Linked DNA regions of Sus scrofa: region 2 is linked to region 1. A link is a contact called in public Hi-C data. All regions are on one chromosome and are shown on one strand. Each heading gives the region's core, a stretch centred on a gene start, on an enhancer-like site or on the middle of the called end of the contact. The rest is flanking DNA. Distances are from core to core; before and after follow the strand shown. Region 1 overlaps ABTB2 (ankyrin repeat and BTB/POZ domain-containing protein 2). Region 2 overlaps ABTB2 (ankyrin repeat and BTB/POZ domain-containing protein 2).

Region 1 (6,218 bases), core at 2,400-4,899:
GGGAACTTCCATATGCTGTGGGTGCAGGCCTAAAAAGCAAAAAAACAAAAACCATCAAGCATGGTCCAAGTTTTACAAAGTTAAATTTTTTGTTTGTTTGTTTTTTGTTTTGTCTTTTTGCCTTTCCTAGGGCCACTCCCACGGCATATGGAGGTTCCCAGGCTAGGGGTCTAATCGGAGCTGTAGCCGCCGGCCTACACCAGAGCCACAGCAACTCAGGATCTGAGCCTCGTCTGTGACCTACGCCACAGCTCATGGCAACGCCGGATCCTTAACCCACTGAGCAAGGCCACAGGGATCAAACCCGCAACCGCCTGGTTCCTAGTCGGATTCGTTAACCACTGCGTTACGACAGGAACTCCCAAAGTGAAATTTTTTAAGTGTAATGAAGGAGTTCATCACTCCCACACCAAATACTGTAGACAGGAGCAAGTGAGGGATGGTGAACAGAGATGATGGGATGATGCTTGGGTGGGGAGAGGAAAAGGCTTGAACTGGGGGAGGGAGATGGTTGTCAAGGCTCCAGCTTTTGTTTCGGAGGTGAGTTCACATTATGATAACTAAGAGGGGTCATGAAGCAAGGGTGATGATACACCCCGTTTGTGCACCTGAGGCTAAAAAAATTAGGTGGTAACTATTATTGTGATGCCGTGAACCACCTGGACCAGGCCACAGGCCACCATTAATAGCATCTGAGATTGCCTATCATCTGTGCAAATTGCCTTGAGAACCACACTTTTCCACCTCCAGCCACAGTGGCTTCCACATGGGAACATGGAACACTGGGGATGTTTAAGCTGCCTTGTTTCTTAGGTTTGGGGCAGGTCCTGGGCATGAGCTCCTGTGTGTGTCTAAAGCAGCTGGACAAAGACAGGGTTGTTCTGCCCTTGGCCTGCCAGATATAAAGGCTTTCACTGGAATCGCTTGAGGAGCACTGGTGTTGGCCAGGAGGTTTTCTTTCCGAGGGAAGGCAATGTTTGGGTTGGATCTGATGGTGTTTGCCTTGGTATGATCTGAGGCCTCTCTGCTTCCAGTGCCACCACCGAGCATCATGACCTTTGCTTGTGACTTTTTTTTTTTTTTAACTTGTGGCTCCTTCCCTAAAGAAAAGGTCCAGGCCTCTGGGCATAAATGAATGATCCTCGTGTCTTGCCTCTCTCCTCTGAATCTGACAAAGTAGAAGAGGTAAGAGCTTAGATTTTGGAGGTAAGGAGATCTAGTGTGATTTGAGGAAGAGGTATCATATTGTTTTGCTAATTTTCTTTTTTTTGCCATGGTATGCAGCAGCTTGATGTGGGATCTCAGCTCCCAGGCCAGGGATTGAACCTGGGCTGTAGCAGTGAAAGCACTGAATCCTAACCATTAGACCACCAGGGAACTCCCCCCAATTTTATTTTATTTATTATTATTATTATTGTGTTTTTAGGGCCACACCCATGGCATATGGAAGTTCCCAGGCCAGGGGTTGAATCAGAACCACAACTGCTGGCCTATGCCACAGCCACAGCAATGCCAGATCTGAGCATTGTTGTCTGCGACCTATACCACAGCTCAGGATCCTTAACCCACTGAGCGAGGCCAGGGATCAAACCTGCATCCTCATGGATCCTAGTTGGGTTCGTTAACAGCTGAGCCATGAAGGGAACTCTTGCCCCCTAATTTTAAATTGAGGAGCATGAAAGGCAGAATCTGAAGGGTACAATTTGATGAAATCTTACCCAGACATAACACTTGGGTTTAAGTGAATTGTTTTTTTTGGGGGGAGGTTTTTTTGTTTGGTTGGTTCGTTTTTGTTTTTGTTTTGTTTTTGCTTTTTAGGGCCATATGGGAGTTCCTAGGCTAGGGGTCAAGTCGGAGCTACAGCTGCCGGCCTACACCACAGCCATAGATAGCAACACCAGTTCCGAGCTGCGTCTGTGACCTACAGCACAGCTCATGGCAATGCCAGATCCTTAACCCACCAAGCAAGGCCAGGCATTGAACACATATCCTCGTGGATACTAGTCGGATTCATTTCTGCTGTGCCACAAAGGGAACTCCGAAATTGTAGTGCTTGTGCTATTTTAGCTTTAAATTTAGAGAATCAATGAGGCAACATGTGTAAAGCCATTAGTGAAATGTTCGTAAAACAGTTAATAGGCAGGGCTGTTGATGATGGGTTATTGCGGTGGCTGACTCCGTCATCGCCTGCTCCTCCCCCAGGGGCGCAGGTTCTCGCCCTGGGCACTTGCTTCGAGGCTGTGAGTGATGCTCTGTGCCCATCCACACCCTGGGACCTCCACAAACATACTTCTGAGGTCCTTCCCTCTGTGGCTTTTAGGGTTGCGAACTGAAACCAGTTCTTCTCACTTAATAAGGCAAAGGAAATGGGCAGGAAAGCGGAGTCCGGCTGCTTCTGCCTCTTTTTCAAAGAGGGTCTGTTTGCTCTGTTAGCCAGATCAACAGCAGCATTGCTGGAGAGGCTGCACTGAACAGCCTTCCTGGGTGGGGTGGGGTGGGGTGGGTTGGGGGGATCCCAGATGCTAGGCTTTCCCAAGTGCCAGGAGTTGGTTTCAGGAGGTTTCAGGAGTCGTCTCTTCCAGTGCATCCTCAAAAAACAAAACCCTCAAATGACCTTCCCCTGTGATTGCCTGAAATTCTTGAATTATAACTTAATTCCTTAGGTCAAGGGTAGGGGGTGGAGGGAAGCACAAGTGTCCTGGCCTGGGAGGTGAGGAGCCATTGTGTGTGGTGGGGTCATAGTTTAATGATGTCTGATTCCATCTGATCTTCCCCCTGAATGTGTCTGATCACGTCATTTCCTGGGGGCGGGTCTTTACGAAGGAGGAGGTGGAACTGTGCAGTGGGTGGGTGGCTGTGACGACATAGGAGGCAAAGAGCCTGTGCAGGCAGATTCTCTCTATTCACCATATGGTCTGCACGGGACATGCTACACACATTTGCAGAACACCTACGTCATGTCAAGCATTGGGTCCCAATACAGGTGAAAAGTTATGGTCCCTGCCCTTCAGGGTGAAGCTTCCAGCTGGGGGCAAGGGGCAAACACGAACAGGCATTTGTCAGACATCCTGTTCCGGGCTGTCCTTGCAAGACCACGCTCCCTAAGCCCGATGGGGGGCACTGAGTTATCGCGGTCCTGGAGGTGGTGGTGCCATTTGGGTTGAGATCTGAGATAATTGGAAGTTAACCCTCAGACATTTAAACCATTTGACTCACATCAGTGTATGCTTGGGACCTTCAGGAAATGCATGTGTAAGGATAACGTCTGTCTGTTCCATAAATGAGATTCTATTTTTACTAAATTGTTTGACTCTTCTGCTTAGGGTGACACTGTTGGGTTTCCCCCACCCCCCACCCCTGGGCAACCTTGTAAGCCCCTCTCGCCTGGGCCATGGGATTGTGAATCCACGGGTCTTCTGACTCTGCAAAAGATTTTCATTTTCCTGTGAGGTGGGGGAGAGAGGCTGGGTGGGGAGATTCATTTATAAACTGAAGATGTTATTGGTAAGATTTTGTGAGGCAGAGAGTAACCCTGCACAGACCCAGAAGAGAGACTGTTGTGGAAGAAGATACCCACTTGGCCCCGGGTGGCCAGTCCTTGCGAAGGGGGCCCGCACGCCAAATTTCTCCAGTTACCATGGGACCCAGACTGAGACAGGAAATCATGGCAGGATGGGAAAGAGTCCAAAATACACACGGCTGGTATACAGGCTGCAGTTAGAAAAGAGAGTCCGAGCACAATCTATCTATTTTCCTGAACGGGTACTGCAGAATCAACTGCGGTTGTTTTTCCAAGACTCCTTCCATTTTATGGACCTGATTTTCAAGCTTTAATTTTTTCCACATTAAGCAATCCGTAGGTTATTTGAAGTGACCCTTTTGTATGCTCGTGGTGAGCCCTGCTTAGGCTTGTTTTGTGTGTGTGTGTGTCTTTAAAGCGCCCCGACTGAAAAAGACCCAGGGTCCCTTCAGTCTGGGGGGACTTTTCTCTCCACCACCTGGAAGGAACCTCTTTTTGGTTTTACCCCGGGGTCTCTTTCCTGCGAGCAGCCCATTTGAAACCCAGTCCTCACTCATTTTATGGGAGGTGCCAGTGGAAAATAGGAGGGGTCCGCTGTAAGGCAGCCCACCTCGCGGCGGGGTTTCTTGGAAACCCGTGCTGCCAAGTCCGGCAACTGAAGTTTCTCATTCATAAAGAAGCCCGTTTTCATCCTGCCCATGAAGTTGTTAAAAGAAATTGAAAAATCAGGAAGGGGATCTTACTTGTACTTTTGCAGATGGAGCTCTGGAAAAGTTCAGAACGGGCCAGACCGTTCAGAGTGTGGGATCCGTTCCAGGCCTCCAGAGAAACATTTAACAGGTCGCTATTGATCGTGTTTCCGTGAACTGCCCTGATATATTTCTGGGCTACACTGTAGACAAGGTGACAGTTATAGGGGGTGGGGGTGGGTTTGTTCCCCCATCCCCCACTGCCGGCTCTCTCTCCCGCTTTGCTGGATCGGTGCACTTGAGGAGTTGAATTCATTTCATGGAGTGTATTGCCTTTCCCCCACGTTGTGACATGATAACCCCGACCGGTTTAGGGGTGAGGAGAGGTGACGATGATAATCCCTAACAGGGGTACCACGCCTTAGGGTTTTTACGAAGGATTTTCATATTCTTTTTCATTTGATCTCCCAGCTCTAATAGCTGACATTTATTGAGTCTTTACTCTATACCATGTACATGGCTGAACACTTCACAGACTTTATCTTATTTTCTCTTTAACCCTAGTTGATAATCCTGATTATTTTCCATTTTACAGACGAACTGTGGCTCAGAGAGATTAAGCCTCTTACCAGAAAAAAATCTAGTTAGTTGAGGGTGGACTAGGGATTTGAATCCAAATCTTCCTGACTCAAAGCCCATGCTGCTGAGTACCTCTGGTACCCTGGAAAATGGCTCTGCGGTGTCCTCCCTGTGTTAGAAGTGGATGGCTTCATTCTCCTACAGAAGAGACTGAGGGTTTGTTTGAGGTCCCAGGGCCAAACATACCCAGCCAGGAGCAGAAGGCGTGTGTCCTAAGGTCCAGTGCTTTATATTACCCAAGGCCTATTGACCTGAATGGTATTACCAAGCAAGGTTGTCAGTATTCCCAAGCCTGTGGCCACTTGGGCAGAAATGGCCAGTCCTTGGAGTTCCCATTGTGTGGCTCAGTGGTTAATGAATCTGACTAGGAACCATGAGGTTGCAGGTTCGATCCCTGGCCTTGCTCAGTGGGTTAAGGATCCGGCGTTGCCGTGAGCTGTGGTGTAGGTCGCAGGTGCAGCTTGGATCCCGCGTTGCTGTGGCTCTGGCGTAGGCCGGTGTCTACAGCTCTGATTCGACCCCTAGCCTGGGAACCTCCATATGCCGTGGGAGCAGCTCAAGAAATGGCAAAAAAAAAAAAAAAAAGGCCAGTCCTTATCCTCCTCCTTCAAGGCAGGCAGCTAGGAAGGAATTCTGGGAATCTAGTGCATTATTCTCATGTTCCAAGTAATTAGACTGAAGTTAAGAAGCCATAAAGTTGCCACTTATAAATGCACTTCTATTTAAAGTTTCTACATCAGGACTCTGCAGGATGCAGACACATTTCAAACCGATTACAGCTAAAGGACATTTACTGGCTTACTTTAAAAGTTCTGAAGGTAGGGTTGGCCTCAGGGGGGTGTTGATTCAGGAGTTCAGTGTTGTCTTCAGGACCCCGTTTCCTCCTGTTTGCCGGCTCCTCTGGATTCTGCTCCTGGGTTTGCCTCCATGATCCAGCGGCTTTTCTTTTGTGATCGTAAACAGCCTGCAGCAGCTTCAGCTTTAAAGCCGAATAGCAAACGGGTCAAGTCAGCTTCTCTGACAACTCAACCCCACATCCTTCGTTTGAGTCCCCCCTGTGCTCTGATTGGCCTGACTTAAGTCACGGGCCCAGCGTTGAACTCATCACTGTAGTCCAGTGGCCACATGCTGCTCCCATGCTGGGAAGGAGGCCTGGGGTCCTTCTGGTCTGAGAACCATCGGTGTCTCTGGGGGGTGGGAGAGGGGAAGAGTGGATGCGGTGGAGATGAGGCCCTGGGAGACCTGGGGTGGGGGTGGGTGGACTGGGAGATACAGAGGGAAAAGTGGAATCTGTAGAGACAGATGTCTGCCACATTAGGCTGGGAATGGTACATTTTTTTATTTGAAGAGCGTTTCAACAGACCATTAAT
Region 2 (6,218 bases), core at 2,663-5,162, 110 kb after region 1:
GCCACAAGAAAAGAAATTCCTATTGTTCAAGCCACTTGCTCTGTGGCATTTGTCTCCTGTAACAAGAAGTTCAAGGATAAGCATTTCGTTGCGGGGGGCGGGGAGGGGGGGTGGCTGCTCGGTGAGACCCTCAGAGACCCAGGTTCTTCTGCTTGCTTCTCTGCCCTCCTTAGCATTTGGCTCTGATGGTGCCCTTGTCCCCCAGTACCGCTCTGGCCCCTGAATGGCAGCCCCAGATGTCCCCTGCCCCACCCCCACTCCAGCTTTCACAGCAGGGGGCCTGCCTCTTGCTGGCAGAATGGCTGCTGTTGTACTTTCTTCAGCCAGTGTATCACATTCGAGGCAGTAAGAAGCACAAAGCCCCTGCCAGCTGGACAGGCTGTCCCTTTAGATCAAGAACAGCACCGTTTTCCAGAACCCCCGACGTCTTGAATTTATTTTCCATCGTCCACAACCGTGTTGCACAGCTGTAAGGGAGTCTGGGAAGGGGCCCCCCAGGGCTCGTTATTGCATAGCCACTCCAGGCAGCATCGCGGTTCTGTGCGCCAGGAGAGGAGAAGGGAAGGTCACTGAGAGCAAGGGCGCAGTTTCAGGCTGGCTGTTTCCATACATCTTTGCAGGGAAAGGTCACGGTGTCCTGGGAGGGACACAGGGAGGTTTGGGATGTCCCCATCCCGAGAATGAACATTCTGCGGGTACTTGGTTTCTGCAAGTAAGCTTCTGCCCCTGCACCCCCTCCCTTCTTCAACCCACCCCGGTGTTGTGTGAGATGAGCAGGGACCGTTTGCTTCTCATCAAGTCTGTACAATCCCTGTGGGGTCCTTGGAGTGAGCGGGGTTTTCTGAAACATCCTGTTATTTTTTCCTCCCTTGCTGATGACAGCACATAGCCAAAGCCCTCTCTTCAGACTCCTCCCAAGCTTCTCATACCTACTGCAGACCCCTCCTTCAGCACTCCTTAGGGTGCCGTTATCTGTCTCTACTTGTTTTTCCTCTCCTCTAGAGCCTTATCTCTATCTTCTCGGCACGAGTTTCAGTGTAATTAATAGGCATGTGATGAATATTTGAGTAGGTAAATGATGGGATCCGTGAATGAGTGCTCAGATGTCCCAAGCCTGCTCAGATACTTCTTCCACATTTGAAGCCATCCGTCAACCTTGGGACAAGAGGTCCCACAGCCTTAGAGAATGTGCTCTCTGTCTGCAGGATTTCACTGCCTGCCAGCCCCCCTTTCTGTGTGTGGGAGCAGGGGCAGTGTGGTTCAAGGATATGTCCATATGTGCCATGTATGAGTTACAATAAAGGGAGTATCTTAAACTCTGCACTCTGGTGTCCCCAACGCACTTAGCCTTGGGGTGTCTTTGTTTCTAGCCCAGATTTCGAGGCACGTGTTGACTTCTCCCATTCTTGGTGAATGACCTTTTTGAGCCGTAAAGACTGAGATTGAAATTTGCTGACGGTTTTATGCCGATCCAGGAACATCACCAATTTGAAAGGTAGCAACATGGTTTTCACTTATTTGGGCTTTAAAATGATCCCTCAATGAATTTTAGCTCCAAAAAATGTAATCTGCCACCTCCGTCTTTGATGTTTAAGTGCTTGGGGCAAAAGCTAAAAGGAATGACAGCTTTTTAGAAATAAGAGCCCAGCAGTGGCCCAAGTGAATTTTTTGACTGTGAATTCCTCAGCAAAGAAGAGTTTTCAGGCAGTTCCCGTCGTGGTGCAGTGGTTAGCGAATCTGACTAGGAACCATGAGGTTGCGGGTTCGATCCCTGGCCTTGCTCAGTGGGTTAAGGATCTGGTGTTGCCATGAGCTGTGGTGTGGGTTGCAGACGTGGCTTGGATCCCGAGTTGCTGTGGCTCTGGTGTAGGCCGGTGGCTGCGGCTCCAATTGGACCCCTAACTTGGGGGCCTCCATGTGCCGTAGGAGCGGCCCTAGAAAAGGCAAAAAGACCAAAAAAAAAAAAAAAAAAAAAAGTTTTCAGGCAGCAGTGGGACTCTCTAATCTAGATGCTCCTTTGCCAGACTGCTGCTGGATTTGTCTGTCAAAATGCACCTATGACCCTGTCACTTAGTTGCTGAAACCCCTTCAGTGAGTCCTCATTGCTGTCAGGACAGAGTCCCGGCCCCTTAGCCTCTGTCCCAGCTACCCCCTCTCCATCCCTCTGAGGGGCTCTGGATTAGGACAAGGGGCAGCCAGCAGAGTCCTGGGGCCAAATCCTACCTGACACTTGTTTTCATATGGCCCTCGAGTCAAAAGTTAGTTTTACATTTTTAAACAGTTGAAAAGGTATGAAAAGAAGACTAGTTTATGAGACATGAAGATGATGTAAAATTCAGATCTGTGCCCCTTTGTTTATCTGTTGTTCAAATGCACACTATGCTGGCAGAGTTGAGTAGTTGCGACAGAGACACGCAAAGCCAAAAATATTTACTCTCTGACCCTTTGCAGGAAGAGTCCGCTAATCCTGGCTTTATAGTGGCTCTAAGCGTGGGTGGAGAGAGGGCAACGATCTCCATCAGCCACCTCCCAGGCTGCCCCAAATAAACACATAGTCTAAGTTTGAATAATGTGCTGACTCTACAAACACAGCTTCGTGACAAGCCCAGGGGCCCCTCCCCAACCTATCACTGTCCCAGAACCTCCCTATACAGGCTCTTCCTCTGCATGGGAACAACCCCTTCGCCAGACTGATAACTATTCATCAGCCACGTCCCTTCCTCCAGGAAGCCTTCCTTGACTACTAGGCCTAGGTAGTCTGGCTTAGAGACCCTCCTGGGCTCCTTGGTCTGACTCCATGTGGCCCTTTGCACATATTATTGACTTGGCTTGTGTACTGTTTGCTCTCCTTCACCAGACTGCAAACATCAAGAGGCTAGATCTGTTATGGCCTGTTCATTTTTCTATCCTCAGAGCATAGCCACTTCTAGCAGAGTATTGGCTCATTAGTTGAAGAAATGAGTGAGTGAGTAAAGAATAAATGACCCTTGCGTGGTGAGCAAAGCATGATTCTTTATCAGCACAGACCTTCAGGAAATAATAGGATAGATTAGTATCGGGTCCATCCCTTCCTCTGGATACTGATAAATACTTTTATATGATATCTGATGGCTTTATCCCAGAGGCACTGGCCCTGGGAATCAGGCCACTTATATGAATATTACAATAGAAGGATATTTACTACATATTTATGAAATGTTTTGCTAAATGCTTGCTTCTTTTAATTCTCAAATAATCCTGTGAATTATGAACTATTATTAGGTCTGTTATACAGATGAAAAAATTGAGGCTCAGAGAGGTTAAGTAACTAGTCCAACATCACACAGCCAATAAGATTGAGCGCTAAGTTTTGAACCTTCTTCCTTCTGACTCATGCTATTAAATCATCTGGAGTGTCTAATAGCCAGAGCCATTTGGAATGGGAAGCAAAGCTGACTGAAGCAGGTTATGTTTGTTAGAAGGACTCTAGCACAGTACATTTCTGACTAATGCACTCATGTTCTATTAATAAATATCTTGGCCTCCTGCCCTGGACCTTGTGATAATTGCCTCTTTTTTTTTTTTTTTTTTTTTTTAACTCCCAAGGAGTGACGTGTGTGTATTACAGGTGCTCGGGCTCATTTACCCTCTCCTTCTGCTGGGTTGACACGTGGAGACTTCTGCTCCCCTCTTTTTCCTGCCAGCAGCACTGCTCTCCCTGGGGATGTAGCTCAGATTTGGCTCCCAGGACAAGCTTTGCCTCCTCTCCCGTCTCCAGACCCACCTGTATTCCCAACCCCCAGCACTGGCAACACTGTCACCTTTTCATGCTTGGTGACACTGGGCTTTGTGGCATGAGGATTTCCCTGGCTCTCGCTGTCCTCAGTGCCAGTATGTTGCAGCCTGACCCTGCCCCCGTACTGGCGGTCCAGGCCACTGCGTGGCTGCGCCGTGATCATGCAGGCTCAACGCAGTGAGTATGCAGTTGGGCTGAGTGTCAGCAGGATGCCACAGGAAGGGTGTCCCCCCAACACCCCCCATGAGGTGGCCCCTGAGTCACCACCATCTGGCCAGGTGAATGGGCTGGCTCTCAGAGGGGCTGATTTGGGAATGAGACCTGCAGATAAAAATCTCACCTCCTGCTTAGGAAATAGGACAGTTTGTGCCTGAATTTCTTTTTTCTTTTTTTCTTTCTTTTTTTTTTTTTTTTTGTCTTTTTAGGGCCACACCCGCAGCAATGGAGTTTCCCAGGCTAGGGGTCCAATTGGAGCTACAGCCACAGCAACTTGGGATCTGAGCCACGTCTGCAACCTACACCACAGCTCATGGCAACGCTGGATCCTTAACCTACTGAGTGAGGCCAGGGATCAAACCCGCAACCTCATGGTTCCTAGTCAGATTCATTTCTGCTGCGCCCTGACGGGAACTTCCTGAATTTCTTTCCCTTGGTGTTTTTTTTTTTTTTTTTTTTTTCTTCTTCTTTTTTTTAAAGTACTGTCTATATAGGAAACAAGTTTTCCTTTTTTTTTTTTTTTTTTTTTTGCCACTGTGAGCTCACAAAAATGTTGTAATAATGATTTTGTTTAGGAGTTCCCATTGTGGTGCAGGGGAAATGAATCCTATTAAAATATGCGTGTTCATTATTTATTCTGTAGGAAAAAAAAGATGTGAAGAATAATAGAGAAAAAAGTCATCTGAAGTTCTCCCGTGCAGAAATAACTATCTTTTATGTTAGATGACCTCCATTCTGAGTTTGTAGGTAGTTAGATCATAGTACTTTTTTTTTAAACATTCCCCTTGTTTTCTTATATAAAAATTTAATGTCATAGTTCTCTTGTGGTGCAGCAGTTTAAGGACCTGGCATTGTCACTGAAGTGCTAGGGTCACTGCTGTGGCACAGGTTTAATCCCTAGCCCAGGAACTTCCATATGCCATGGGCATGGCCAAAAAAATTTTTTTAATTTGAGCTAACTACTTTTCTGTCATTTTTGAAATTATGGATATTCCCATGCTCAGAGGAAACATTTTATCACCCTCTGCTCCAAGTGCATCTCCCCCATCACATCCCGTTTCTTTATAACAATCACTTTTTACTGCACCAGTAAATCATATTCACTTTAAGAAGTTTAGAAAGCACAGTAGTTCTAAACATATTTATAGCCCCAGCATAGAGAGAAGCGCTCTCACCTAGGTGATTATATGCATGAGTTGGGGGAAGGGCTGATATTTTGGGATCAAGACTGGGTTTGTGTTTTGACGGTGTTGCCCTCATACAAAAGGGCCTCGATGTTGCCCTTGGCTCACAGGACCTGGTGTGCTCAACCAGCCTGGGTCAAGGACGGCATTTGACAAAGAACTGTGGTCATGCGGTGGATTTTTTTTAAGAGGCAGCAGTTCTAAGACTCATGCTTCCTGGGTCACTCAAGTTCTTGATGTGTTACATCAATGCTTTGGAGGGCGGCCACCCAGAATCTCTTAAAAAGTTCTCTGAACACCACAGGGGTCTTTTTTCCACTGGAAAAAGCTCAGTGGTCCACGTGTGAGTTCTCTGCCCCACACTCTGCCCGATGTTGTGACTATTGCCGGGTTTTCCAGAGTTCACCTTTAGGTTTAATTTCCTGAAATTGATCTGCTTGGTTACTCAGGCTTTATTTTACTCTCTTGCAAAGGGGGGAAATGGCACTGAACAGGCTTCATTTTGCTGGGTCTTTTTGAACTTCAAAAAAATTAAGCAGCAGTCCACATTCTCTACCAGTTTATTCTTTTACAGACATAATCATCGCTGGGTCTATGATGGAACTGAAGTGAACCTTAATTAAACAAATGACTGAAATGCCAGTAAGCCAGCATTGCAGGTGGAGATTCTGGGTTCACCCCCCACTGCTTTGTTGGGCTATGATTTTATGGTGGCTCCTCTCTGCCTGTCTGAGCCCCCCTGAGAATTGGATGAGCTGGACCTGAGATCAGCAGTGCTGCTGCCAGCTAGAGGGGAAGAGGCACCCCAAGGCCTGCTCACCAAGCACGTCCACCCCTAGCTGGCCCAGGACTGTCAAGGATTCCAAAGAGAGATGAATTCCAGCCCTGGATTCACTGTAAGGTTTGCTTTTCACCATCTTCTTTTTAAAAACAAAACAAAACAAACAAAAAAGACCCATCTTTGTAAAGAGAATTGAGGATGCTGGCAAGGATCATGCTGTATTTCAGCAGCCTTTAATCTCGCACTGGGTCCTCTGGCCCCT

The links. Hi-C and Micro-C count contacts between places; a contact is called where the count stands out from the background.
Region 2: a Hi-C map of liver shows a contact between it and region 1, with 10 times the contacts expected there. The contact joins two enhancer-like sites. A contact is called at or near these places in 1 of 5 promoter capture datasets (liver) and 9 of 47 Hi-C or Micro-C datasets (embryonic fibroblasts, epiblast stem cells, fetal liver and 5 more).

The regions. Positions count from the first base shown.
Region 1 is chr2:26,599,637-26,605,854 of Sscrofa11.1, forward strand. The region is part of intron 1 of ABTB2 (ankyrin repeat and BTB/POZ domain-containing protein 2); the gene reads left to right. Among named protein-coding and RNA genes, the nearest start is that of ABTB2, 23 kb to the left of the region's middle. Within about 2 kb of position 3,650, at least 12 of the 83 cell types and tissues checked have an H3K27ac peak or open chromatin away from gene starts, as enhancers often do. A contact at or near this core is called in fetal liver and liver, where this site is marked.
Region 2 is chr2:26,713,834-26,720,051 of Sscrofa11.1, forward strand. All of the region lies in intron 1 of ABTB2 (ankyrin repeat and BTB/POZ domain-containing protein 2), which reads left to right. Among named protein-coding and RNA genes, the nearest start is that of NAT10, 110 kb to the right of the region's middle. Within about 2 kb of position 3,913, at least 18 of the 83 cell types and tissues checked have an H3K27ac peak or open chromatin away from gene starts, as enhancers often do. A contact at or near this core is called in fetal liver and liver, where this site is marked.